Regions from separate parts of the Mus musculus genome. Here all the other regions are linked to region 1. The links are chromatin contacts, called in public HiChIP or PLAC-seq maps. All regions are on one chromosome and are shown on one strand. The core of a region is the stretch at or near the end of the contact, and the rest is flanking DNA. Distances in the headings are between cores, read along the strand shown.

Region 1 (5,406 bases), core at 190-2,689:
TCTTGGTTACTACACAAGGAGAAAGGGGCCTTGGAAACAAACAAACCGAGAGGAAAGGCTTAGCCGGAGCTGAGTAAGGACTTCTGGGGCAGTAAAGATGAAACTCAGAAGATACCTGGGTGATGCACTCTAGATCTTGAATGCTATTATGCATTTTTCATGACTAATTAATGCCCTGCTTTCCCTGTGATTCTATGGGGCTTGTGTTTACTCTTTCACAGTTAATTAAACTAATGCACCATCCCTGATAGCTATGCAATTATATTACCTAAGTGCTTTATACATGGCTGGATCAACAATCACAACAAACAGTTCAGTTATCCACACTACCATCAGCCGATGTCCAGGACAAAATCGAAAGAGATCGCTTTACTGATTCACCCCTGAGGAACCTAGATCAGAGGACTGCATTCTGGAGGCCGTGGGACTCTGGAGGCTCTGGAGGCACTGGTCACACTGCAGCAAGCTTTGTCAGGGCCGGGGATTCCACTCACCTCCATTCCCAGAATGCCAATGGTGTGTCTTGTGCTCCACCACTCTTTGAAACTTTCCAGGAAAGAAATCCTGTCACCTTAGCAGAGTTCCTCATCCATCCAGACACTTCCGTTAGAAATTCATTTTTGTGTATAATAAATTGCTTCTACTTGGCGGAAAATCATTTCTCGCTGTTATCTCTGCTATCGTGACTTCTGCTGCACTTTAATGGACTTCACCTGATTATACGCTAGTCATTAAAAGCTTAGTCCAGGGTACAATGGTATCTTATGTAGAAGGATCCATGAGAGCTTTATAGAGGCTTACCAGCCACAGCCTTAATTTTACTCATTCGTCTTAATTTTTTGTAATCATTTTTTGTAAAGAGGGTATAATGTCAGCCTTGCTTCCCGGCCTCTGACAGATCCAATCTAGCAGATAATTACCATAAGGAAATTGATGCTTTAGTGTGCAGGAGAGAATTTAATTTACTCAGACATCCTCCAGTACAATGCATTCCAGAAGATATGAGGATTTAAGTTTTTAAGAAATTAAATTTTACTATTTAACATGATTACTTATGTTGAACATCATTAACTAGCTTTTTTAACTGTTTGAAATAATTACAAGCACACTTGCTATGTCTAAAATCCAGGCTCTGCATTAAATATGGGTTAAGGATCCATGAAATGAAAAGAAAGACCTGCATTCTTTTTTCACCCTCTCCCATCTTCCAAAAACTGCTTTTAAAACATTCAGAGCAAAGCTAAAATCGTCCTTCTGAAGATACAGACTCCTTTCGGCACACAGCTTTAAAGCGTACTTTAACATAAGTGTTATATTCTCTGGTTTGGCCGGTTTTAATTTTTAAATCTCACTGGGTCCGGTGTGGGGCGAGGTTCTCAGTATGAAGGAGTAGAAGAAACGGGAAGCGTTACGGTAGGAGGTGGTTATGCTGGTGCACTTTCACAAAGGCAAAAAGGATGGGTGAGCAGGAAGAGATACCACTTCCGGGGCTTGTTCATTTTTTATAGTCTGGAGGGAAAGAAAACACACACACACACACACACACACACACACACACCTCTCAATGTACACAGGGCCACATAAGATTGAAGAACAAAGACAAGATATAAAATAAGCTCAAGGAAGCCAGGAAGGCCCTTCGTCAGTGCAGCTGTGTGACCAGAAGCTCCCGGGACCTTTGCGTTTCTTTGAGTCCTCTGCCTTTGTGAACTGATTCCCAAAAGTTCCTCAATCCTTTCCTAAATGTGAAGTGAAACACTCAACAGGAAATTTCTGGACAAAGTCTGCCCAGAAGTTCCCTTTATCCAGTGCCTCTCCACGGTCACATTTCCTCTCGGGAGAAGCCAGAGCCTTCTGCATCTGCTGCAAACCCTGTGACCGTTTGAGGAAGAGTGGGGATTGCCCCAGGGTCCTCGTTTAGAATTCCCCCAACCCCGGGTGCGGAACCTGGGGGCTGTGGTGGTCCTGCTCAGTGTTGCCTTCTGAATACATGTAGTGGGCTCTCTTCATTGCCAGGTCCTGTCCCTGATGTCTGCCAGATGGAAGTTGGTACATGCAAGCATGGTGCATACATACTGCCCTGTCCAAGCATCTGAAAACTCAAATATAATTTGACTCAGGAATATACTTGAATATGTGACTTTAAAACAAAAGGAAGTGAATCTGCATGTTAACATGTAGTGGGTGCTCCTGGTTTGAAGAATTCCCATGATACAGGCTCAGGACAAATTCTGCAAACCCATAAACCTACTGATCCATCTTTCAAAGCATCTTGTGAGGTAGATACTCCTCTCCAGACTTTACAATGCAGAAAATGAGACTTAGATGAATGGTTCTTGTTTGTTTTTTTAAAGGCATTTTTATTCATTCTTTGTGAACTTCATACATTTGTACAATGCATTTAATCATTCACTCTGAGTCCTCCCCTAACTCCTCTCAGATGTGCTCCCACTATCTGGTCCCCTCTCAAATACTAATCTGTGCTGAAATGAGAACCTTACCCTCCTTCAAGCCAATCTAACGGAATTCCTCTTGAGCTGCTGCTTCATTTAGTTACAATCAAGATCTATCATCTATTCAATCATTTCAAATTAGTCAGTCACTTATTCACAAACATTTGCCAATAACCACCCCATGCAACTGTGCACTGAAGATGCTAGAGGCATTAGGGATGCCAGATAAAAATTAGTGCCTGTCGTAGCTGCTCACTGCTCCCTATGTAGAGACACATCTCTAGGGACCCAGGAACACAACCATCTTCCAGTCTGAATTGCAAACACAATAGGAAAGGGCCCCTCATACCCTGGTTATTCTTTTCCCAGTTCACCACACTGACTGCATCCCCCAACCCTGACCACAAAAGCACAAGCCAGAGCTTCCTCTTTCCCATAGGCAAACTCTTGCCAGTGTGGGGTCTTCACATCTGCTCCCAAAGAAAGATATATCTTTCAAACACTTCAAGTTAACCATTCCACTGACGCATTAGTCCTGCACTGAATCTTCTCTCATCTGGTTCCCTAACAAGAAAAGGAAAGTTGTTTATGCTAAATAGACCCAGCCTTCAGAGTCAGAGTCAGCCTGTGAATTCTGACCTGCATCCACAGCTAGTTCTCCTTCCTAGGGTTTAGGGAGGAACATAGCAACTCAGACACAATTCCAACCTGGTTGAGATCTACTTAGATGACACAGATTAGACATCTCACATGGCAGCCATTCGACACCAAAGAATCACATTTGTCCTCAGAAAAAATAACACAAAATAGTGTATACATTATCCCTGAGACTTACCAGGGAGAGTGGAGAAAACAGTAGGCAAGAAGAGCATCTATCTATTAATGCCTCGCTTTCCTCCTCCCCTCCCTACACAGATCCTCCTGAAGCCTAATATAGCCTGTTTGAATATTTATTTGCAATCCATGTGTTCTGAGATTTAGTGAATGGAAAATTCCTTCAGTTTACAATTGCTAATAAAATGTTTTTAGGACTTTAGTACATAAGAGATTGATTACCAGGGCCATTCCTACACCTTATAGGACACTTCTTTGATTAGGTTAATTTATAAATAACTACTCCCCAGAGTCTAGGTCCTTGATGTAGCCCTTCCCATCTGTCCTGTCTGTCACTCCAGGTCCAGTGCCAGACACAGAGTAGAGTGTGGCTATTTGGAAACAAAAATAAAAGAATGAGTAAATTTGAGAGTTGAAGTCTCAACTTCATTGTTTTTTGAATGTACATCTACTCTACTGGGCTCACAGCTTTGTGGCCTATCATTCATTCCCTCAGCCTAGCAGTCTTCAAACCCTGATGGTAGCTGTGTACAAATCACTCAGGGCAAGCAGGCCACAGAAAGATGGCACTCCCTCTGTATCCCCCAGAGGACACTTCAGAGACAACTACTGATCTGTGTGAACTCCTTTAAGTCAGTTGGGGTTAATTCTTGAAATTGATTTTTTCCCAAACACCAAAATAAAGTGTTTTACTTTAAAAATACAAAACTCAATGTGGTCTTTCCTAGAAGGAAAAACTAGACTGCACCCTTGGAGGAACTGTGCTTGGATCCACCACACCCTCCACATGAAGTCAGACCTGGTGCATATCCCTCCATTATCTGGCTTTCTGCAGATCTGAACTCACATTCTATCAGAAGTTGGTTTTATAACCCCAGTAGAGCAATAGAGACACCAAGACACCCACAAAACTTTCAACCCAAAATTTATCTTGTCTACAAGAAATGAAGGCATGGGGGAGGAAGCAAAGACTGAGGGAATGACCAACCAATATCCCACCCAACTTGACCTATCCCATAGGCAAGCACTAATTCCTAACACCATTAATGATACTTTATAATACGTGCAGACAGGAGCAAGTTGTCTTCTGAGAGGCCCCATTCAGCAGCTGATTCAGACAGATACAGACACACACAGCCAAACAGTGGATGGAACTTGGGACTCTCATGAAAGAATAGGAGGAAAGATTGTGGGTCCTGAAGGGGTTAGAAGCACCAGAGGAAAACCAACAGTCAACTAACCTGGACCCTTGGTGCTCTCAGAATCTGAATCACTAACCAAAGAACATACATGGGCTGGACCTAGGCCACCCCTTACATATGTAGCAGATGTGCAGCTTGGTCTTCATGTGGGTCCCAAAAAACCAGAGTAGAGGCTATCCCAAAAGCTGTTGCCTATGCATGGGGTATATTCTTCTTGCAGGGCTGCCTTATCTGGCCTCATTGGGAGAGGAAGCACCTAGCCTCACAGAGACTTGAAGTTCCAGAGTGCCGGGGGGATACCCAGGAGGTCCCTATCTGCTCACAGAAGAGGAGGGAAGATGGGGGAAGGATTGTGGGAGGTGGACAGTGGATTGGGAGGTGGACAGTGAGTGGGATGTAAAGTGAATAAGTAAGAAAATAAAATTAAATTAAATTTAAAAAAATAAGTTAGTATTGTAAGCACTGGCCATGTGTAAAGTTGAAAAGCAGCAAGCAAAGAGGTGTCATACAGCCAAGTTCCAACTAGCAAGACTAGAAAACTAATCCTCATCTTCCCTATACTTAGGGTCTTTTGGCTGCTGGGGTCTATGCCCTATTAAGGCAGGGACACTGCCTCTTCAGATCTGTATGCTGTGTTGCTGAGCATCTTCAAAAAAGAAAAAAGTCTATGTTTTTTTTTGCTTGTCTGTCAATTATCGGTGCCTGTACAGAGTACCTTAACTATCCATGTTTCCTATCATACACACAAGCCCACTTATTCACTAAGTTGTGACCATTGAATTCACTGTATAAATTGACCTCTCCTTTTCTATTTTTCCTTCTTCCATGTCCACATTGTGCTTTGCCTGGAGGATTATAGTAACTATATCTGACACCCAAGTCTCTTTCTACTGTTTAATCCACCCCATCTCAGGCCT
Region 2 (5,619 bases), core at 1,843-4,342, 200 kb after region 1:
TACAAGAGGAAACAGCTCATTGTCCAAGCTTACTGGCAAAGTCATGTTTTCAAGCCATTCAAAATCCAGTTCTTTAAAGGGATCCAAAACAACTAATACACTTCAGTTAAAGGAGTAAAAACATCCAACTGCCCCTGCACTGTTCAGTTCTCTTATTCCAGTGGAGGTTATTTTACAAGGAGATTTCTCCATCAGGTCTTGTATTGAATTTCATTTTTACTTTGGCAAATTAATTTTCTCCTGAAATCCGTGTTTTCTGGAGAAAGGTTTGGTACCATGCCACATAAGTGTGTCAAATCACTCAAGAGCAGATGGTTTACTATCAATGCACAAAGAGTTCTTAGAAAGGTTAAGTGAAGGGGAACCAGGTAGAAAGAAAGCTTGATAATAATGGTAAGTGGAGAGGTGGCCATGGCTGTTGGTACAGCCCTCCTGGTTTGTGTTAAGTGATGTTCCCTTGGTGCTGATGGAGTTCCTTACCCATTCTTCAGGCTGGGGAATCTCTCTTGAAAGAAATAGGAGCTGGCCAGAAAGGCAGAATGTTTCGCTATAATTGAGATATAAATTTTAGCTTTGGGTTTAGAAAGAATGGCATAAATCCCAAGATTTTCCTTCTGTATGTATGCTGGGGCATTACCAAAATGATACCCTTGCTTGATTTCTCATCTGTCACTCACACCTCCACACTGGTAAATGCTGGCAGAAATTGTTTGAGCTTGTCAGAAAAGTTAAGGTCTGAAACTGTTGCATTCAGAGGTACCACGCAATCTCTTCAGACCCACATGTGTCCCAACCAGGATAGGAGGTTTGCTGATCAGAGATGCCCCCATAATTGGGCTGTTAGTAATAATCTCACTTCAGGAAAGAAAGCGAGAACAGGGTAGGCATGTTCAGAAAGCTATCTGGTACATATTCTTTGAGGTAAAGCATCTTTAAAAGGTACTGCTTCCCCAACACTATGCATGAAGACTTGAAGAAGAGTAAAGTGCTTTTGAAGAGTATGGGTATCACCCCACAACAAGCAGGGACCCTACTTACTGGAACAATAAGCTGGCCACCATTTTGTTTCAGGAACAAACCAACTAGACCACTATAATAGATACGGATGCCGTTGGCAATGTATCTATAGGTAGATATGTAATAAAATAAATGAGATAGGCTGGAGCAGCTTCAACGAGCGGTTGTCATGTTTAACAGCCATTAGTAGATGTCCAGTCTCTCAGTAAGATCTATTCACACTCTGAAAAATGTGCTGCCAAGTACAGGGAGAGGTAGCACATGGGCCATGTGGGATAGGGTTGCTGTAGGAAACCTTGCCTCTGTGCTGTAGACAGGCAGATTCCAAGCGCATGCCCAGGGACCTGGCACAGGCTGAAAGAGTGGTCACTGTATGGAGTTGCCAGATGCCATGCTTGCTTACCTGGCTAGTTAGCTTAAGGGCTTCATTTTCTGATCTTTGGCAGAAAATCTCTCACAGGACTATGGATCCAAGTTTTCAGATTCTTTAGGCTGTCACTGACTTTTTCTTTGTTGCTATCCAAAGAACAAATACTTGTTAAATGCCATTCTGAGGCCAAGTAGCTGCCATCTAGTCTAATTTTGTTGGGGACATACTTGCCAGGCATATAATGAGGAAAATGGGGGTGAATGAGATGAGCTTGAGTTTTTCTGAGGGGGCAGGATATTTTAAAAAAAAAAACCTGCAATGCATACAACAAGCAAGGAGAGAAATCAGTTTTGAGGAGACATATGTAGGTCTTTAGATGACATATTATGTGTCTTCAAATATGGTGGAAACTGGCTTGCCGGCTTTGGCTTGGGAGTGACTGAAGGCCATTGAAGGAAGGCTTGAGTCAGGGATAGTCTTCAACAGGTATGAACAGGCACCCAGGATATGTAATGTTGAGAGTGACTTGGGTGGCTTTCTCATGATCAAGTGATCCCTAGTCTAAAGCATTTGTTCTGTCACAGCCTTTTCCAAGAAAGCTGAGAGCATGACTCATCCTTATTAAAACCACTTGTGGCTAGGCTGAGGCAGGAGGATTGTGATTTCAAAGCAGCTGGGGCTACACAGCAAGACCCTGTCTTGAAAAGGAGTAGAGAAACTGTCACACTGAAATTCCTGATTCTTACATGTTAACATCTTGAATGGATAAAGGTATGACTCAGTGGTAGAGTACCCATCTAGCTTGTGCAAGGCCCTGGGTTCAATCCCCACTCCTGTGAAAACAATGAAGAGTGGGTATGTTATGGCATTGATTGAAAATAAGCAAGGGACATTTGAGGACCATCCAGGTACAATTTGAGTCAAGACTCTCAAAGCAAGAAGGCCTGTGTGTTTCAGTTTATAAAGGTATTCAGAGAGCCATAGGGTTGGAAGAATCAATATGAAATAAAAAAGCCAATTTGAAAAGGCAAAATGATTCCCCAATGAGAAATACTTCATCAGCTACAGGGAGCATGTCATGTAGAGCATGGCTGCCCTGGGGTGGACTTGGAGATGGTTCCTGAGTAACTGTGCTGTGGCCTCAGTCTCAGAACTCAGGGCTGACACCCTGGGATACTTGGCCAGGTGGAGACATGATGTATTCTGTACTTTGTCTCCTTGAGCTTCAAGTCTGATCCCTGCTACCGGTAGTGCAAAGACCTACGAACTTTCCTCATCACCACTGGTCCAGACCCTCTGGCTGCTGCCGTAGCTTTGCAAGCTATGGTTAGCACCCTCCTAGAAATCTAGTGTGCCAAAGCAAAAGCCGCTCCCACTCTCTACCCTGCTCTTTAAAGAGTGTGTGCTGTGAGGGGCCCTGCAGCTGCACTACAGACCCTCAGCAACTGAATGCTGCTCAACGTTGCCGAGAGGTGCTAACCTTGCCCACAGAGAGCTCTGCTCACTCCTGACCGTTAGAAATGTGTCACCGAAGTGTGAAAATACTTATGCTGTTAGACTTCCCATCATTTCTTTTCTTTCAATCCCTCTCATTTGCATGGGTTACTCATAAATGTAGATCTTGGGTATGATTTGTACAACTGCCCTGCTGTCGGTCTGTAGGAAAGCCTTGCTGGATGGGCTTGTCTCTGGCCTTCATCTACAAGTGCTGGGTGCAAGTGAGTCACAGGTGGTGCCACAGGCAGCTGGCCTGGAGCCGGGGGTGCAAAACACAGAGTGATAGTCGTTTGACACAATTTCAGCTCTCAAACCTGCTTTGTAAATGAAAACACTGCTTTTGGACTAAGTCATTCTCTCTGATTCCCAATTGTTCAATTAATCTATGTGTGTTAACACCTCTCTATAACATCATAGATAGTGCCTAGTAATGAACTCTGCGAGTTCAGGCTGAGGAACCCTGAATGATCCGCCACTCTGCAGCTGTTCAGGAGTTGTACCCTTTTTGTGATGTGGTGAACTCTTTGAGGACTTCAGCACTGTATTCTTAAGATACTGAAGGAGTGGGTTGAACTGTAGTAACAACAAGGATTTTGCTTTTTAAAAGGATGTCCCTGCATACAGCTTAGCAACCTTGATTGAACTCAGCCTTTCATGGTTACACCTTAAGGTTGAAACCCATTTCATTTCATCATTTCCCAGAAGGGGCACTCAGTTCACCCATTTCCTGTTTTTAATCTCAGGTTGTTCTGTGCTTGTTCCACATCTACTCTCCCAGTAGCATGGCTATGGAAGCCAGCGTCACACTCTTGCCCCACCTGGCATCTATGCATTTTGCACATAGCTGCCATCCGTTCTAAGCTATCTGTGCACAGATCTGTGGACAGGGCTGGCTGTTCCCCTGGTGTCTGGTGCCATGGCCACTCATGGAGCTCGTCACCCCAGCACTGTTGTGCCATGTCTGACACACAAGCTCTCGTCTCCCTATGTACCACAGAGTCTCTTTAGTATGTCACAGAGGTGGACATGGTGGTTAAGACCAAAGCTTCTAAACTTGCTCCATCCTATTTCCAGTGGACTTGAACCACTGTGTGTAAAGAATTTTCATTGACTGTGCTTGATACCTCCTGCCCCGACAGTCTTTAAAGATGTGTGTGTGGGGGTGGGAGGTGGGGGTGTCTGTGTGTGTGTGTGTGTGTGTGTGTGTGTGTGTGTACTTGCACACGTTGTTGTTGGTAATGATGTTGAGTGAGACCAGCACATGACTGGCATGTGGTATACAACTGAGCCATGCCCACACATCTACATTCATGTACCCACCCCTTCAGCGTGCCCTTCCCTGGCCTCCCATGTAACCAGAGTATTGACCTGACCCTTTCAATTCTGCTCAGGTTTCAGATGGTTAGGACCCTAGGGACAGGAGCCATGCTTACGTTTGTTAACCCACAGGTCCTGCGGTCCACCAAAAATAAGTTGCCTTGCCTGAGTAATCCTGGCTCTAAGCTGTCTTCTCTGTTCTCATACTGAGTCCTGTCTCTTCCTCTGTTAGGCTGCTGGAGATTAGATAAGAAACCGTCTTTCCCCCCACCCCCACTACAGTCTGTAAAGCAGGGTCCTCACCCTCAGAGTGGGTGTCTCAGGGATTTGCCAGGAAATGCATGAGTTTCACTTCAGAACTTTGCTTATCTGGGTTTTAGCTGTTGTTTCTTTCCCATCCTGGGACCCTTTTCACTGCGAGGTGCAGTTGGATGTGAATTACTGAGTGATGGGGTCGGGCCAGCTACAGAGCTACTGCTCTTCTTAAGAGTGTACAAGTTCTTAGCATCGTTAGGCCACAAGACTGTCACTTTCAGCCTCTGGTGTCTTTGGATTCTTCCTAGTTAAGCTTCTGTTGTGTTTCTGTCGCTTAAAAGTGACAGAAGCCTCCAAGTTGATGTCCAAATATGTTTCTGTATTTGTAAAGGATGTGTTTTACAGGGGCTGGAGAGATGGCTCAGTAGTTAGGACACTGACTGCTTTTCCAGAGGTCCTGAGTTCAATTCCCAGCAACCACATGGTAGCTCACAACCATCTGTAATGGGATCTGATGCCCTCTTCTGGTGTGAGTCTGAAGAGAGCAATAGTGTTCTCATATAACATAAAATAAATAAATCTTTTAAAAAGAGAGAGAGAGAGGAAAGGGGAAAAGAAGGATGTGTTTTACTTGGAACCCTCCTTGGCATCCTTTGGCAGCATCAGTAATGGAGACATGAATGTTTCATCGCTGCAGAGTGCACCTTTGCAGATTTCGTGCAGTGCCCGTTTCCGTCAACCGTTTTAGGTTGTTTAAGCTTTGTTGTTGGAGAATGAGATGGTGTGGTGCTCACTGTGCTGTACAACCTCGCCTCGCTTTCACGGTCCGATTGCTTCATAAGGTTGAGAGACACAAAGAGGATGAGAGTCCTGGAGGCTGCAGCAGGACTGGCACATTGGGAGAGTGTGTGTTCCTGCACCAGCAGGTTTCCATTCACGATTTCCCAGGAGCTTGGACTGGCAGGCCCTAATCTTCCTGACATCAGCCCTTCCCCCATCACTGGCAATGACAAGCTGTTTCAGCTTTGCCACCTCTCCCAGGCCACTGTGGATGTCACCGCATAGCATGGCTGACTATCTAGTGCAGTCTCTGGCTGACACAGGTTAAGTGGCCATGGGTCACAAGTGATGCTATCCTGGTGATATTGGTTAAGCTATCTATG
Region 3 (5,415 bases), core at 2,462-4,961, 210 kb after region 1:
ACAGAGTAAGTTCCAGGACAGCCAGGGTTATACAGAGAAACCCTGTCTCAAAAACCGAAGAAGAAGAAGAAGAAGAAGAAGAAGAAGAAGAAGAAGAAGAAGAAGAAGAAGAAGAAGAAGAAGAAGAAGAAGAAGAAGAAGAAGAAGAAGAAGAAGAGGAGGAGGAGGAGGAGGAGGAGGAGGAGGAGGAGGAGGAGGAGGAGGAGGAGGAGGAGGAGGAGGAGGAGGAGGAGGAGGAGGAGGAGGAGGCGGCAGATGGATCTCTGTGCATCCAAGGCCTGCCAAGTTTACATAGCAAGTTCTAAGACAGCCAGAGCTTCATAGTGTGATCCTGTCTCAAAAAATTTTGTTTTTTAATCTGTGCTATTTCATAAAACAGTGGCTTAAAGCTGCAGGTAGACTGTCTGAGAAAAGAGGACAAAGCCAAAAATCGCACGGTGCTCCCTAGGTCCCATTGTGGGGTGAGCTGCTTCTGATGGGATAGTGTATAGACAGGGTATCACAGGGCAATGAGCTTGCACCTGAAGATGGCTGCAAAAGAGCAAGCAGCCAGGAACTGTGTCCTGATTCAGAGCTTCTATAAGCAATCTGGGAACATTATCCAAGGTACTCTCAGTGACCCCTGAGCTTCCCGCCTCTGTGTGTACATGAAGAACACCAGGCTTAGCTGTGAGGACCACAGAGCAGGCACAACTAGGCAGTTGTATTTGCAACACCCTGCAAGTTATTAGCTGGCCACGTGTTTGTCATTCGGGAAACTCTGTTGTAAATGCAGTCACCCAGTGTGACCATATTCAGGCAAGTAAACACATATGCATGGGGGTGCACACTTAAGTGTGTGAATGCAGTGGCAAAACTTACACATTTCCCAGTGCCTTACAACCACCCAAAAGAAGGCTGCTTGCAAAACTCTGTCTTTTGAATTATGAGGGTCATGTAACTAGCTTTGACTTTAATTTTCGTATTTCTGTGCTAAACACCAAAAACTTTACTTTTCACATTTACATGCTAAACACTATGCTTAATGCAAAGTATAGACCTTCCTGTGAGCCCAAGATCCCTTACTGCCAAAACAGTGATGGTGTCTACCTCAAAGACCCACAGTGCAGCTTAGAGGCTGCCTGTGGAAAGCAGTTTGTGTGCACCTGACAGACCCACTGAGTTGCTGCTGTGAGAGACTGGATTTTAGCATAGATCGGGGGTTTGCTGTTTGCCGTAATTCCTACCCACTTAGAACACCATAGAATGTTTTTTCTAAGTCCAGCCATTGTATCTGTATCAATTCCACTTTACTATGCCAGACAGAACTTAGCAACTGGTGCTATATTTTGCTTTTAAGCTTTTGGTAGATTTTTGGTTAAGGATGAAAATTAGCAGATTGACTTGAGTTATGGTAGACAAATGATTAATTCTTTTGAAAGGGACTCAACATTTCATGACCCAGCATCATGGTCTTTACATTAAATAGTAAAAATGTAAACTCCAGGCATGGCAATGAACACCTGTAATCCCCACAGTAGCAGAGGGAGCAACAGGCGGCCCACCCCTGAGCTTTCTGGCTAGCCAGTGCAGTTGGATTGGCAATGTACAAATTCAGTGAGAAGCCCTATCTCAAAAGATGATGATGGGGGCTGGAGAGATGGATCAGCGGTTGAGATCACTGACTGCTCTTCCAGGGGTCCTGAGTTCAACTCCCAACACCATAATGGTGGCTCACAGCCATCTCTAGTGGGATCTGATGTCTTCTTCTGGTGTGCCTAAAGACAGCTACAGTTTACTCATATACATTGGATAGATAGATAGATAGATAGATAGATAGATAGATAGATAGATAGATAGATATTTTTTAAAAAAAAAGATTTGATGGTGATGATGGTGATGGTGATAATGTCTAGAGCAATTAAAGAAACATCAGACGTTGATGTCTCCACATATGTATCCACACAACTGCACATGTACTATCCACATACATAAAGTTTTTCACGGGGAAAAAGGGAAGGTTCTGTGGCCAAACAAATTTGAGAAACAGTAACTTAAGCAAAGTTTGATAACTATGTCTTTTTCCTGAAGTCCATCAGCCTTTTTTTCCTGCTGAGTCAGTAGTTGATCCCAGAAGTTTAATTTAGCCAGCTACTTTGTGTATACAATTCTGGCTGACATTTTGGGAAAGAAGTCATGTGAGCGTGCACCCGGTGTGCATGCATGTACATATACACACACAGACACGTGTACAGAGTATAACAGGTCTTAGGAATTGGAACTCACTAGGAACGGCCTGCGAAAGACTACAAGCACGGGGCTTGGTGCCATTTTCAAAGGCAACTACTAAGCAATACGGAAATCTGGTAGCTCCTTTTGGAGCAGCAATTCCCTATCCAACAGGCAGATGGGAAATGTTTTAATTTTCTCTGGATACAATAAAGAAAAGACAAAAAAAAAAAAGCAAATGAAGAACGTTTGAGGGGCAGACTACCCATGAGGAAGCACACTGATTGTGCAGACGTGTGCTTTCCCGTGTGAGACTGTGATGTGGCCAAGAGCACACTCAGCCAGTACTACTGAATGGTTGCTATTGGTTCTAGGATGTTCTAGGCTGTTGAGGCCGTCGGAGCTTGCTCACAGTTCAGAGGTCCTGCTCTGAGGAGTGACTTTTCTGTAGCTTGTCTGAAGACAACAATAACAAATTAGCAGCTAACTGGTGGTTTTACATAATAACATTGCCTTTTGAAAGCAGCACTGTCTTCTGCACTCTTGTGTCCGTGATGATTTGACAACCTGGCTTTCTTTTTGCCTTCTCTATTGCAGTTGCATATGGGGCTGATGGCTTTAGGGATTTTCATGCAATAATTCCCAAATCTTTCTCTCGTAAGTATATGCTTTGCTTCTAGAAAACAGATGTTCATTTCATGGTCAGTTCCATCACACAGACACCACCACTTGCATGTTCTCTCATCAACACCTTCCTTTATAACTTGAAAGTGACATGGACTAAATGTTTGCCATTCTATCATTAAACACCCAGCATCCAGTGTGTCATTGATACAATAAAGTGCAAAGACAGAGGGTGAGGGTGTTGTTTGGTTTTTGTTTTGCTTCTGAGGCAGGGTTTCCCTATTATTCCTGGCTGGCCTAGACTGCTCTGGGATGCCCAGACTCATCTTAAATTTGCAATGATATTCCTGTCTCTGCCTCTGCCCCTGCCCCTACCCCCTCCCTCTGTCCCTGCCCCCTCCCCTCCCTCTGCCTCTGCCTCACCAATAAGGATCAGATAGTGAGAGGATTATAGGGGACTTTTGGGATAGCATTTGAAATGTAAATGAAGAAAATACCTAATAAAAAATTGGAAAAAAGAAAGAGAGAGAGAAAGAGAGAGAGAGAAAGAAAGAAAGAAAGAAAGAAAGAAAGAAAGAAAGAAAGAAAGAAAGAAAGAAAGAAAGAGAGAAAGAAAGAAAGAAAGGTGAAGAAAGAACTAATGTAGCCACAGTGGGTGTCTCACTGGGAGGCTGCTCAGCAGGGTCCTGATTAAAACTGTGATCAACAACTTTGTGGTCCATGCTTCCTGTCAGCATCAAACAAACCAACATCTTTTCAGATAACTTGTGCAATTTTGTGTGACAGGAAAAAAAAAAAAGGTGCACCCTTTTTCCCTTGCTCTGGAGTGCTAACCTCAGAACAGAGAAGAAAAACTCATGGGTTTCCAGCCCATTCTTCTGTGGTGGCTCGCCACGTAAGCATGCACCATGTTAGCGTGCATGCAGCCTACCAGCTCTCCTCGGAGCTGCTGTGCCGAAAACTATATGGTAATTTCATCTCTTAATACATTGAAAGTTGAAAATGATAACTATATTTGAGCAACCATAAGGAGTATTTTCAAGAATAGAGAAGGCTTTTTTTTAATGCAAATAAAATCAATGCAAAAGAGTTACAGGTTGTTAGACCCCTTAGGTCTTAAGCCTTCAGACCTTGTATCAATAAAATGTTTAATCTTATGAAGCAGCAGCAGAAAGCAGAGTGTATTGGCATCACTTTGAGAAGAGCTTTGTCTGTGTGTCTTGCTTCAGATCAAACCAAAGCACACTCTACCACCAAATTACACCCTAAGACCAGCTTGCTGACATCTTACTACTCTAATCTTAATATTGAGATGTCAGCCGCGTTAGGTTTATGATGTCCTGTTATCAGATATTACTTGGGAAGTACAGTACTTAGCAGTATCCATCTCAGGATGCTCCTGGTCAAAGGCCAGATAGACTTCCCTCTCCAGAATATTAGAAGTTTGCTAAGATATTTCTCCTATTAATTATTTCTTCAGTTCAATGTGAAGGTAAGAATTTGAGATTTCCTTCTTCATGTAAGCATGTATGTTCACATAACATATTTTTATGTGTGAGCTGTGAGTGTGCCAGGGCAGGAAGTCATGTTAATTTTGAGCCTGCCAATCACAGTTTTGAAATGTTTTGGTAAGTCAAGTGCACATAAAGGTAAGACAGCACATTCTAAGACACATTTTCATTAAGCCTGAGGAATGGGCAAAGCCCAGCATTACCTACTGACCAAGCAGATGGGTGAGGTTTTCAGGATGGGAAAAAATGACAGTGGGAGATGTTCTGAAACATGATAAATGTTTTCATGTTTTTCATGTCTATCTGCTTATAAAGATTAGTTCATAGTAATACTATCTCTTTTTCTTTCTCTCTTCCCCTCAGTTGTATCTTTCTGGAACAAATGGTTGGTTGAGCCTCAAGTCTCCGCCCAACAACAACCAAACTGTTCTGGGCCAATATCGCCACCTTGTGGTCATGCTTGAGAACTGACCTACAGGCTTCCTTCTGGAAGTTAAAACAAACTTTTGGCCTCCTCTGCCATCTTTATCCCATTTTGAGTCCCTAGATACCCCCCAAAAATTAAATATGCCTTAAAATTCTTCTTTCTTAATAAGTTTTCATTTTCTGATCTATTTCCATCTCTGACTTCATTGTATTTGAAGGCTAAACATCAAATAAGATTATTTCTAAAATAGGCTTGATTAGGTAGAAACCCTATTATTTTAACTATTTTTAAATGATATTAAGTCATGCAATTTGTTCTAAATAATGCTTACAATTTGTTCTGGATTTGAGACAAGGTGCCATGTAGTTCGGGATAGCTTCAAGTTTCCCAGGGAGTTAATGGAGGATGGCCTGGTTCCTCCTAACCCCTTGTCTCTGCCTCCCACCACACTGCTGGCTCCTTTAGAGGAAATAAAAAACACTAGTCTGCACATACATATGTGTCTCAGGTCTTCACCTATTACCACAAATAAATGAAAATGTACAAATATACCTTATATATTTTAATAACTTTGCTTATTAGCTACAGTTATTATAAAGATCTTTACACTTGCATCTGCCTTTTTCCATTTAAAATATTGAACAT
Region 4 (5,212 bases), core at 2,221-4,720, 130 kb after region 1:
CAGCACATAGGTATGTAATGCAGAAGAAAGGGTAAAGAGATGATCACAGAGGAGCTGGCAAGCCCTTGGGGACTCAGAGACTGCAACTGGCCTCACAGTAAGGAATGGAAGATGTGGGGAAGGAAACTGACTTGTTGCTCTGTGTTAGCTGCATATCTAACCTCACCTTTTCCAGTAGAGTCTACTACTGAGGGGGCAAAAACCAACACTGTGAATAACACGTCAGAATTGAAATCAAAAATTGACTCCCTAAAGAATATGTTTCTATTCTCTATGGGAGTCTCTCCTTCCTGAAAATGTGAGGATGGCAGGAAATGAAGAGAGAACGTTGTGAAGAATGACCAACACTGCAGATGAATTGCTGGTTGACATAGAAGTTAATATGTTAGGATGGCATGGTTTGCCCAGGAAAGTAATGCTAGAAATGTGACCAGCCCAGGACGACTTCCAGAATGAGCTCTGCAGTAGGAACTATGCCCTGTACTTAGAAAGAGGAACTTTTAAGGGAAGTTAAAGGTGAAACAGTATTCTAGGAGAACTAGACAGGCTCTAACGTAGGAGAATTAGGGAGGAGTCAGGTAAGGGAAAGCCACAGGGAGGGCTCAGAGGAACAATGCTTAGGCCCTGGCTACCAGAGCTAGTTAAACAAGCAATCTTTTGTTTATTCTCCAACAGCTCTTAAGAAATATATCAAGGTAACTAGATAGCTGTGATCATTTTTCTCCTGGTACCTACACTCTAAGAGGGAGGTATGGACAATTAAAAAATAATATCAAAGTTGCAGTTGACCAATATAATCCACATGGAAGAATCCTTGGGATAATGGGGCCAAAAAGGTCAGATGGAGTGGCTGATGACAACTGTGGGCTGAATGGAATTCAGAGACATTTATTAATGAATGCATAGCAAGTATTGACCATTTGAGGTGCAGGCCAATGATTGCCGGCAGGCCAGAAGCGCTGATGTACACAAGATGAGCTCTGCTGGGGAGATGCTACAAAAGAGGAGCCTGTGAGACTACAGGAAGTAGAACAAGGGCAGGAGAGGCTCCACAGATGACTTCTGCACTGGACCTGGTCAACCGCTGGTCATGGGAAGTAAAGGAAAGGTCCAGGTGATTCTAGATTTGCCAACCTCTAGGAATAATAGGAGTGAGTGAGTGTGTGTGTGGGAGTGCATCTGAATGTGTTCGAGTGTATGTGTATGAGTGTTTGAGGGTGTGTGTGAGTGTGTATGGATGGGTGTGTGAGAATGTGTATGTATGTGTGAGTGTGAGTGTGTGTGTAGGTGGGAGGAGGTTTGTTGAAGGCAAAGGACACTAAGATAGCTCATGACTCATTCATGGCTTGAAACCTCTTTAAGAGCAAAAAATGATTTTCTTTCATACCTTGTGGAATTTCCACAGCTGGAATTGCTGACTATACCACAGAACTGATTTGTGAAGCTGAGAAAGGCTAGCTGCTTGTCTTAGGAAAGGTAGTCACCCACACCTCTACCTACAGTGTGTAAGTGGGAAGCCAGCAGAAATGACCAAGGAGCCCAACAGCTGACATCATTTATATTTAGTTGCCAATGATTCTCCTAACTCCAAAATTACTTACATTTGGCTCACAATTTAAAAACCAGGAGTATTAACAATAAAGTGAAATATAAACAGATATGGGGATGAAGTGAGGGAAATAAGTTTGTTGAGGATTTCTGGGATAGATAAGGTATAGAGAAACAAAGAGTTGCCTTTTGGCTCTAAGCTTCCTTGTCTAAGTCACTACAAAGAAGGGACATCTCCAGGTTACACTAGTCACATGATCTAGGAATAGTGACTGTAGCTTCTGAGAAAAATAAGCTTCTCTCTTATGTGCTTTAGAATGGTGCAAAGAAAATACTATCATTGACATTCCTGATTGTTTTCTTCTGTGGTGCTAAGGATTGAGCGCAGGGCCTTGCACGTGCTAGACAAGATCCCTAGCACTAGACTCCATCTCCATGTCCATTTTTGCTTATTATGTTAAGACATACTCTTCCTACATTGCTCCAAGTGGCCTTGATCTCAATCTATAGCCCTAGAAAGCCTTGAACTTTTCCATCCCCCGGCCTCATCCTGCAGTGTACCTGGCAGTATAATCCTTCTCACCAGGCTTAACCATATGTTTTTTTTTTCCTTCAACAACCCTTGATTAAAAAAAGAAGTCAATTAGACAAATCAGACTCTAATATCCTTGGTGGTATGGCAAAGAAAAGTACATGTTTGGTGTGGTGAACATGCCAATTAACCTATTTGACCAGTATGTATGCTTGTATCAAAATATCACAAAACATCTAAAAAATGAACAATTTCCCTATGTCAATAAAACTAGAATAAAAAGCATTACAGGCTACTTTAGGAGCAAAGAATTGGCTTCAAGTGTGAGCATTTGGTTATTCAGATCATCTTAGAGAGACCATCATTCCAGGCTCTAGGCTCCTGGGCTGCTTGTGCCTCAAGAGATGACAAATTTCATCACATTAACCCGGATCCTAACTGTCCCCAGAGAGATAGATTGAGGACCCGAGGACAGCGAAGAGCAGGACATTTGGTTGTACAGCTACCATAGGGCTAGACTTACACTAGGCCACAGGCTTCCTGTGGGAAGACAAAGTGGGCAGCTGGGGCCTACACTGCCTTGCTGGTTCCTTCCACCTGCTTGGAGGGAATTTACCACTGGCCCTTCTTTCTGCACTCCACTGCCACCCACACATATGACTCTCTGGCAAGCCTCTGTCACATGGTGCTCATCTTCCTAGACACAAATTTGCCCTTCATGCTGATTTCCCGGTGTTTCTAGTTAGATAAGTGATTCTGACCAGGAGGGTATCACTTTGTGCCTTGAAACCAGGAGTGCAGTTGCTTTCCAGAGCTTCCACCTCCTTTCCCCTCTCCAGAGAGGCCCCTTCCGCAGACACTGGCTTACCCCTCAGTTTTCATCATCTTGTCTTGTCCTATTTAAATCTTGTCATGGAAAAAGGAAATCAGAGGCTAGTAATCACAAGCTTTCCTTGAATACACACACACACACACACACACACACACACACACACACACACACACACACCGTCGTCTGGATCATCCACAACCTGAGCTGCCACAGCCCTGACACACACATTTCCAGACATTAGGAATTAAGGGCTACATTTACATAACATTAAAGTCACTGTCTACAGGCACAAAATAAAGTGAATGGCTTCCGATCTCTGCCCCCAGAAACTGGTCTGTGGGCTTCTGCGTTTCTGGCCACGTGACCTTATTAGATGTCTATTACTTGTCTGGCTGATAGCTAGCTGCTCTGCTTCCCCAGTCTAACTGCATGGGAGCAGCAGGTCAGACCAGGCTGCAGGAGCCAAACTGCCAGAATCCGTATGAAGGGAGTTAGGTGGGGCCTGTCCTATCTCATCTCCCCAGCATGCCTTGCAACTACAGGAAGCCACCCACCAGTATTTCAGAAACCACAGGCTCCTGCGGTTCTGAGAGCCCCTGTCCTCTGTGTCCTTAAAACATACACACCATTTAATGTCTCATTAATCACCTTCTTTTACATGACTCAACTGGAGCCAGGAAAGAGCAGTGTTTACCCTGACCCAAGGGCAGTTTGGCCTCCTGCTTTCCCATTCAGTTGTGAGCAAATGTTTCAATAGAACACATTCCCAGGGCTGTGTGCTAGAATTTTATGCCCTATAGTGTGCAGGAAATAACCCATCTCTTGTCATGGACATAGGCCCTGGAAGAAGAGCTGTACCAGCAGTATCTGTCCTCCATCTCTAGTGCTTAGCAGAGTTTGATCATTAGAGGGACAGAGCCTATGCTTGTCAGTTTGAGGTCAGAAAGGCCCTGGTTTCCCTCAGCCACCTGGTTATAGAACAAGAATAATAAGAACATTCCAGACCAGAGGCAGTCAGCTGGGCCAATGGCAGATCTGCAGCTGCCATGTCCGATCTGCCTGTGGTTCCTCGCTGACAGTACCCAAGCTGCCTAATCACAGGCTGGAGTCAGGGCGGCTGTAACTCCAGAGCACTCCATTTTCTCTGACCAATCACCTCTCTCAAGAAAGCCCCAAGGTGTCTGTGCTCATAAATTCTCCAGCAGTTGGTGCTACCCAGGTGGTAGAGATGAGATATCCGAAGGTCCAACTACCATAACTCACAAAGACCAGACATATGAGGCTTTGTGTGTTGGTAAACCCAAGCCACTGCACCTTGTCTTTCTTTTAGTCATCCACTAAGCCTGCCAGCATGGCAGGATTCCTGGACGTGCCAGTGTGCAACAGGGTCCATCATATCCTGAGGTCACAGTCCTGAAACCAATTTGTCTTAAGTTTCTGTTTTGTCAGGGAAGTCCAGTGGAGCAATGAAGCTTGCACTGAGCCAATACTTGAGCACCTCTTTTGGCCAAATTTTCCTTCAGCAACCTACCTAGCAGCAAGGGGACCCAGGACATGGGAATGATTTGGACCTATATAGTGAAGGGGAAGAGTTGAATTGAATACTTGTGTGTGTGTGTGTGTGTGTGTGTGTGTGTGTGTGTGTTTGTGTGCGCGTGCGTGCGCGCACGCGCGCACGCGTGTGCACCCGCTATCTCTTCTGCATATTCTCCTGGCCAAGGGATATACCACTCAGTGGCCCAATAAAATGCTGTTACAGGGGAAGAAGGAACCTTAAGCAAAAGAGGAGAAATGTGTTTTCTACATGTTTTTTGAAGGAAGAGATACATATTTTTCACTATCCCATGAAAGTTATGTGCCAGACAGATGCAGCCAAGTAAGCTATGAACCCCAGGATATGTTATCATTGATGGGATAATGGCTCTTAAAGCCTTGGGTGCAGTGGTATGTTTAAGAATAGTTCTTTATAAGGGACGGGAAATAAGGAACAAAAGTAAAACACAAGTTGCATGCAGCACTGAAATCTCATCTCCCACCTGTCGCCTTTTTGACCTGTGTGGCTTGACAAATCCAGAGCCTTGACCAGCAAGTTGCTCAGGCTTCCTCATACTTAAAAAACAGGATTAAAAATATTGTTGAATATTTTGAGTCACATTCTCAACGCCTGTGTCTAAAATAAGGCCCCAATTTTGCATCTGCAATTATTTATGCCTGGAAATAAGGAAGTGAAATTCCCACCTACTGGAAGGACAGTTGACAGGGCCACTCAGCCAGGCAAGTGTGGCTTAGAGCAGTGCAAA
Region 5 (5,378 bases), core at 1,745-4,244, 240 kb after region 1:
ACATGCCTTAGTAATGAGCATCGGCAGTGCCCTGAAGCTTCAGGAGACTTCCAGCCAAACAGAGCATCTGAAACTTTGTCATGGCTCTCCTGGGTGAATGGGCATTGTCTTGATTCACACGCTCTATGTGAAAGGGATCTACAAAACTAGTGAAGCAATGCTGAGAGGGGAAAGCGATCTCCAGGGGAGAGGTTAAACACAAGAGGAAGTGGCCTTGTGGGAACAGGAGGACCAGGATAGCAGAAGTGAAGTGTGCAAGGAAGGGCTCCCAGCAGCTGTGCTCTGTTGGTGTCCCCCAGAGGTGGTTGGCAGTTCACACACTAACCAGTGCCTCTTCCTGCTCTCGTGTCTGCCTTCCTCTCAGTGCTACATGACGACATTCCTGTCCACCCTTCCTACTGTGTCACAGTTTTCTCCCTAAAATGAAGAGAATTGGACCTCAAAGGCTGCTCCCCACATTTAGGATGATATCGTTTTGTGTACTTGAGATGATAGATAAATAGATAGTAAGAGTTTTGATAGAACTATTTCATGTTTTTTCAGAAAACCAAATGCAACATCCAGAAATTACCAGTATTAAATTAGAAGAACATCATTGTAAATATCTTCCTGCCATATATATTTCAGTGGACAGGATTAATAATAGGTGGACTACAAATAGAGATGTGGAGGAAAGGCCTTTAAGTTCCTGAATGCGCCACCTCAGAAAGATTGCAGCTGCTCTTCCCTGGGCTGGAGGTGTTGCCTGGCTTCCCCTCTTCCCGTGTATTGATTGAAAATCAGTTCACAGTGGCCACAGCATATTCAACATGTCCTAGGAGATAAAGGCTCCTCAATGCACAGTCATTCCCAACAGGACTTGACTTTTTTAAAAGGATGACTATCAGGGAAAAAAAATTATTCTAAAAATTACTTTAAAAACAATCATTTTTATTGCTTTTATTTTTACATTGTACATTTCTATTCATATTCTATGCAGAAATCATTATTCTTATATAATTTAGATATTCATCACTATATATTTTAACAGGTTACAGAATCAGACCCTGGTCTCTTAGGCTCATTTTCGTTTATTTTGATCAATCCCTTCATTGAATACACTTTACATTCAAGCACCCTTGTAGACATTCCATCTCCATCTCTGCTTTGAGTTTGAGGATGTCACCTGTCACCTCTCTACAGTAACCCCAGGAGTACGTAGCCTCTGGCCACTCTTCCTTCTCTGACATTGGCAGATTTTTCTTTGTTGAATTATGTGGGTGCCAAGTACAACCTGACTTTCTTTTCTTTGATATTACTTTTCTCCCAAAATATGTAGTGTTCTTTCCTTGGGCCTAAGTCAACCATCATCAGTAAGAAGCTCTTTGGTGTTTTACAGTCTACATGAAATGTAGCCTTTAAGAGTGAGAGGCTCCTTTCTTCCTCCTTGTCTTTTGGAAACATTCCTTTACATAAGTACCAATTGTTCTATCTAACATGACTTCTATTCAAGAGTGCTGGTTTTCCATAGACTGGATAAATTGTCTCCCATGTCTGTTAGCATTTTGCTATTTTAATTTCTTTATTTTTTTAAGTTTACTTACTGTTATTTTATATTTTTCCTGATTTAATTGAGTTCCTAGCAATGTTTATTCTAGTGTTTGCTATTTTTAACTCATGTATTGAGTATGTATTGAATTGGATTTGGTTTTAATTCCTGAGATCTAAAATCTCCCTTTATTCTGGGTTGTTTTTTTTTTTTTTTTTTTTTTTTTTTTTTTTTTTTTTAGTATTGTCTTTGAATAGCTTCAAAATCTGACTGCTTGCATATTCTAAAAACTAAAATAGCTAAAACTTGAAAAAAAAATTTTACCCCATGTCATGAAGTAATTATGCTTCATTGCTCCTCTTCCTGGAATTAAGTTTCTTTTTCCCCTAGGATGGACTTTCTGGTTTGTCTTACTTCCCTTCTTGCCAAAAAAATATTTTCCCTGTAACCATGGCATTTCTTTTCATCCTGCTCATTCTACTTGGTCTAATGAGGCTTGACTGACATTTCAACATTCTTCCCATTGTACCTGAGACTTTTCCTATGAGAACTATAAGTTTTTTAAATCCTGAAAGAATGCCAAGGATGGTGTTGGGGGAGTTCAGGTGAGGCCAAGTACATACGGCTTCTGTTTAAAGTGTTCCCCTTTGAGAGCTCTCTCAGAGTTTTCAGATTTGGTGAAAGCTCTAAACCAGCAGATGATGCCTTCTGTCTCCACAAGGGACATCTCAGGGCCTACTTCCCCTGAAGTACAACTCACCAAGGCCTTTGCTTGTGTGCAGGGGAGCCAGCCCACATGCTAAGGTCTCTGGTGTCATGTGCTGCCTGAAAGTGGAATTTTCAGCTCCATCATCAAAATGAGGAGGGCATTTGCCCATTGGAACTCTGTCAGTGTGAGGGTTTGGAAGGAATGCTGAGAGTGTTGTGTTTCTAGAAGTGACATTACCCAAAGCTTTGTCCAGTCTCAGGCAAGAATCTTCTGTACCTTTCCTTGGTCATATGTAGTTGAATGTAAAGTAGAAATAAGAAGATGGATGGATGGATGGATGGATGGAATAGATAGAGATAGATAGATAGATAGATAGATAGATAGATAGATAGATAGATAGGATGGATAGATAGAAGATAGATAGGAGGGAGACAGGGAAAGAAAGGGATGGATGAGTAGATGGGATGGATAGATAGATAGATAGATAGATAGATAGATAGATAGATAGACAGACAGACAGACAGACAGACAGACAGACAGACAGACAGATAGAATAATAGATTTCACTGGGGCACTGGAGGCTTTTATAGCTTTTAATTTTTCACATTTGGGTAGAGAAATTCTACAGGTAGATTTGTCACGCCATGCTCATCTGGAATGTATATTGCTTTCTTTGCAACACCCACTTCTTGAAGCAGCAGGCTTCAGTGGTTGCTTAGAAAACCACAGAACCACAGCTCTGGGGAGAAACAGGAAAGTACCACCTCTGGTGAGAGAACACAGACTTTTACAGCTAACAGAACTGGGCACCAGGCCACACCCTCCTCCTCCATTGCTAGGGTTTGGTAGTAAATGAGATGCAAGTACAAGAATGAGTTCCTCATGTCCACATAATGAGATGGGTTCTCACCAAAACCACAAAAACAAACAAACAAACAAACAAACAAATAAACAAAACTCCCCCTTGAGTGGAGAGAGGAATCCCTTCATGGTTTCTACCATCCACTACACGTGGCTTTTGCTCTGTCCAGTTTCTGAGAGTGTGTAGCTGGACATTAACACGTTTTCTTCCTGTAGCCTGAGGATCATTGTATGTCGTTACCAGAGTATGCGTTGGTTCTGGCATGAGTAGATGAAAGCAAATGAAATCAAGCCATTGTGTGGTGCACACCCAGGAAGATGAAGAAAATGCAATCAGGAGGATACTGAATCAGGAGGAATATATTCCAGGGCTACTATAGTCACTGATTATTTTTTCAAGGACTATGGTTAGATTTATGAATTGTGGAATACTTTTCCTACTGTAGATAAAGAGTTTGGGGGAAGTGCTGACCTCAGTGCTGGCATGAAAGACACTGGGATCATCTTCTACCACCACTCCATCAGCTGCCTTCAGGTACCACCTGATTGAGCAGCCTGTCACCCTGGTAGCTCAGTCTGTTGCCCCACTGTGGCTGGGTAGTTCACTTTCTTCAGACCCTTCACCAGTGCCCCTTTTTATTTGAATAAAGTCAGTCTAGTCTAAGGTTCCAGTGTATGATCCCAGCTGTACTTGGACATTCCCTATGCCCCCAAGAGCTCTGTCCCCTGGACCTTTAGATTGTCACCAAAGCCCCAGGCTCTCTGTCCCCTCGGGATCTTCACTGCTTCTGTTTCCAACAGTAAGATACAAAAAGCCCCAGCTGGCTCTTATGAGATGAGAAACCTATGCAACACTCTGGTAGCAAGCCTTCCTGAGCTCGTGGGATTTCATAGATAGGGATGGAGTCTGCTGTCATCATTTAGTGTGTATCTCTCCTGCTAGCTGTGTATATCCAAGGATACATATCCATTCTCACTGGCTTTCCTTTTAGTCCCACTGTTGAGCCAGACATATTGAAGAGAGGAAAAAGGCATTGTGGGAGGTGAGGTATAAAAGTGCATCTGATTCGGCAGACTGCCAAGTGCCTTCTTCTCGCTGAGAGGGCACTCAGTGACTACCTCTGCCAACAGGAATATAAACTATCCATTTACTGAATGAATATCTTCTCTGGGTCATGATTTCACATCAATGTATTTGGAAAATAAATGTTTAAGGAAATTCATTTTGTTTCATTATAAAACATTTTACTCCAAAATTGTATCTGAAGCCAAATCTGGTCTCATCTTCTTCCATTGCCAGGGAAGATTTGTGTTAGCCAGATTTTCCATTATGATAGGGAAATATCTGAGATGTCCAATTTGTAAAAAAGAAGAGGTTTGACTTAAGCCTTGGGGTATCCTTCTTCATGACTGATTAGCCCTATTGTGCTGACTCCGTGGCAGGAATGTTGTCTTGTGGCTGTGAAGCAAAAGGGAAATATATGGGGGTCAGAGTTCCAGGACCCCCTTTAAGAATAAAGTCCCCCAAGTCTAAAATCTTCTCATTAGGCCCTTCTTCCCTAAAGAGTTGAGAACCTTCCAACAACAGCATGTCCCTGGGTAGACACTAAGCTTCTGGGACATTGGGTTCAGCCACAATCATAGCACAGGTTGGACAATACCTGAAAACATGGGCCTTTGGGGACATCGAAGGTCCAGACAGTAGCAGAGTTCATGTAGTCCTACAAGCTAACCATACGAGACCATAAGTTTCTTGAGTCCCAGGTCTGGCCACTACTGAATTCTTAGTTCTGCTCATCTTTAGTATTAGCTGTGTTTGTAAACAGTAAGTGAATGGTGCCCACCTCCAAGCCTACTCAAGTAGATCATCTCTGTTTCCTGCTTCCTGTTTCTGCTGAGCTAATTCACTACTGCTGACTAGGAAGACAGGGTACATACAATTATGTTTAAGTATTCCTTCAACTTCACCATGCATTGGAACCCATCCACTTTTGAAATATTTATAAGAAATATATAGTTTATTATAAATAATATATAATCATGTTTTGAGAACATTTTTAGATTATTAAAATGATAAATGTAATATAGTATCTTAAATTTATTAAATATCATTAATTCATGGCTGTGTATTTTTATTAAATAATTTTGGGATAAATTAAACAGTATACATTTAGAATACTCTTTTAAAATATTTAAATTAAATATAATTGTATGAACTTTATCATACTTAATGAAAGATGGGATTTACCCCTGTGAAATATGCCCTCTTTAATCTGACAT

What was found. HiChIP or PLAC-seq counts read pairs in DNA pulled down with a chosen protein or histone mark.
Region 2: a contact with region 1 is called in a CTCF HiChIP or PLAC-seq map of CD8 T cells, with 7 read pairs. The contact joins two enhancer-like sites. A contact is called at or near these places in 1 of 15 datasets of contacts at CTCF or cohesin (CD8 T cells), 4 of 484 Hi-C or Micro-C datasets (CD4 T cells, CD8 T cells and bone marrow-derived macrophages) and 8 of 115 datasets of contacts at active chromatin or transcription factors (CD8 T cells, DN3 thymocytes, the SCID.adh cell line and 5 more).
Region 3: a BATF HiChIP or PLAC-seq map of CD8 T cells shows a contact between it and region 1, with 7 read pairs. The contact joins two enhancer-like sites. A contact is called at or near these places in 1 of 15 datasets of contacts at CTCF or cohesin (CD8 T cells), 13 of 484 Hi-C or Micro-C datasets (CD4 T cells, CD8 T cells, the G1E-ER4 cell line and 8 more) and 15 of 115 datasets of contacts at active chromatin or transcription factors (the 230-238 cell line, CD4 T cells, CD8 T cells and 11 more).
Region 4: a contact with region 1 is called in a CTCF HiChIP or PLAC-seq map of CD8 T cells, with 10 read pairs. The contact joins two enhancer-like sites. A contact is called at or near these places in 1 of 15 datasets of contacts at CTCF or cohesin (CD8 T cells) and 4 of 115 datasets of contacts at active chromatin or transcription factors (CD8 T cells, the SCID.adh cell line, bone marrow-derived dendritic cells and 1 more).
Region 5: a contact with region 1 is called in an H3K27ac HiChIP or PLAC-seq map of thymic regulatory T cells, with 7 times the contacts expected there. The contact joins two enhancer-like sites. A contact is called at or near these places in 4 of 484 Hi-C or Micro-C datasets (CD4 T cells, bone marrow-derived macrophages, embryonic stem cells and 1 more) and 12 of 115 datasets of contacts at active chromatin or transcription factors (the 230-238 cell line, CD8 T cells, Th17 cells and 7 more).

The regions. Positions count from the first base shown.
Region 1 is chr11:11,527,477-11,532,882 of GRCm38.p6, forward strand. No RefSeq gene overlaps it. Among named protein-coding and RNA genes, the nearest start is that of Gm11998, 27 kb to the right of the region's middle. Within about 2 kb of position 1,440, at least 75 of the 459 cell types and tissues checked have an H3K27ac peak or open chromatin away from gene starts, as enhancers often do. A contact at or near this core is called in CD8 T cells, DN3 thymocytes, the SCID.adh cell line and 12 more, where this site is marked.
Region 2 is chr11:11,722,674-11,728,292 of GRCm38.p6, forward strand. The region is part of intron 3 of Ikzf1 (IKAROS family zinc finger 1); the gene reads left to right. Among named protein-coding and RNA genes, the nearest start is that of Ikzf1, 40 kb to the left of the region's middle. Within about 2 kb of position 3,093, at least 45 of the 459 cell types and tissues checked have an H3K27ac peak or open chromatin away from gene starts, as enhancers often do. A contact at or near this core is called in CD8 T cells, DN3 thymocytes, the SCID.adh cell line and 3 more, where this site is marked.
Region 3 is chr11:11,738,145-11,743,559 of GRCm38.p6, forward strand. The region is part of intron 3 of Ikzf1 (IKAROS family zinc finger 1); the gene reads left to right. Among named protein-coding and RNA genes, the nearest start is that of Ikzf1, 55 kb to the left of the region's middle. Within about 2 kb of position 3,712, at least 39 of the 459 cell types and tissues checked have an H3K27ac peak or open chromatin away from gene starts, as enhancers often do. A contact at or near this core is called in CD8 T cells, DN3 thymocytes, T-cell acute lymphoblastic leukemia and 9 more, where this site is marked.
Region 4 is chr11:11,653,866-11,659,077 of GRCm38.p6, forward strand. The region is part of intron 1 of Gm11999 (predicted gene 11999); the gene reads right to left. Among named protein-coding and RNA genes, the nearest start is that of 4930512M02Rik, 29 kb to the left of the region's middle. Within about 2 kb of position 3,471, at least 103 of the 459 cell types and tissues checked have an H3K27ac peak or open chromatin away from gene starts, as enhancers often do. A contact at or near this core is called in CD8 T cells, the SCID.adh cell line and memory CD8 T cells, where this site is marked.
Region 5 is chr11:11,763,312-11,768,689 of GRCm38.p6, forward strand. All of the region lies in intron 7 of Ikzf1 (IKAROS family zinc finger 1), which reads left to right. Among named protein-coding and RNA genes, the nearest start is that of Fignl1, 43 kb to the right of the region's middle. Within about 2 kb of position 2,995, at least 56 of the 459 cell types and tissues checked have an H3K27ac peak or open chromatin away from gene starts, as enhancers often do. A contact at or near this core is called in CD8 T cells, Th17 cells, pro-B cells and 2 more, where this site is marked.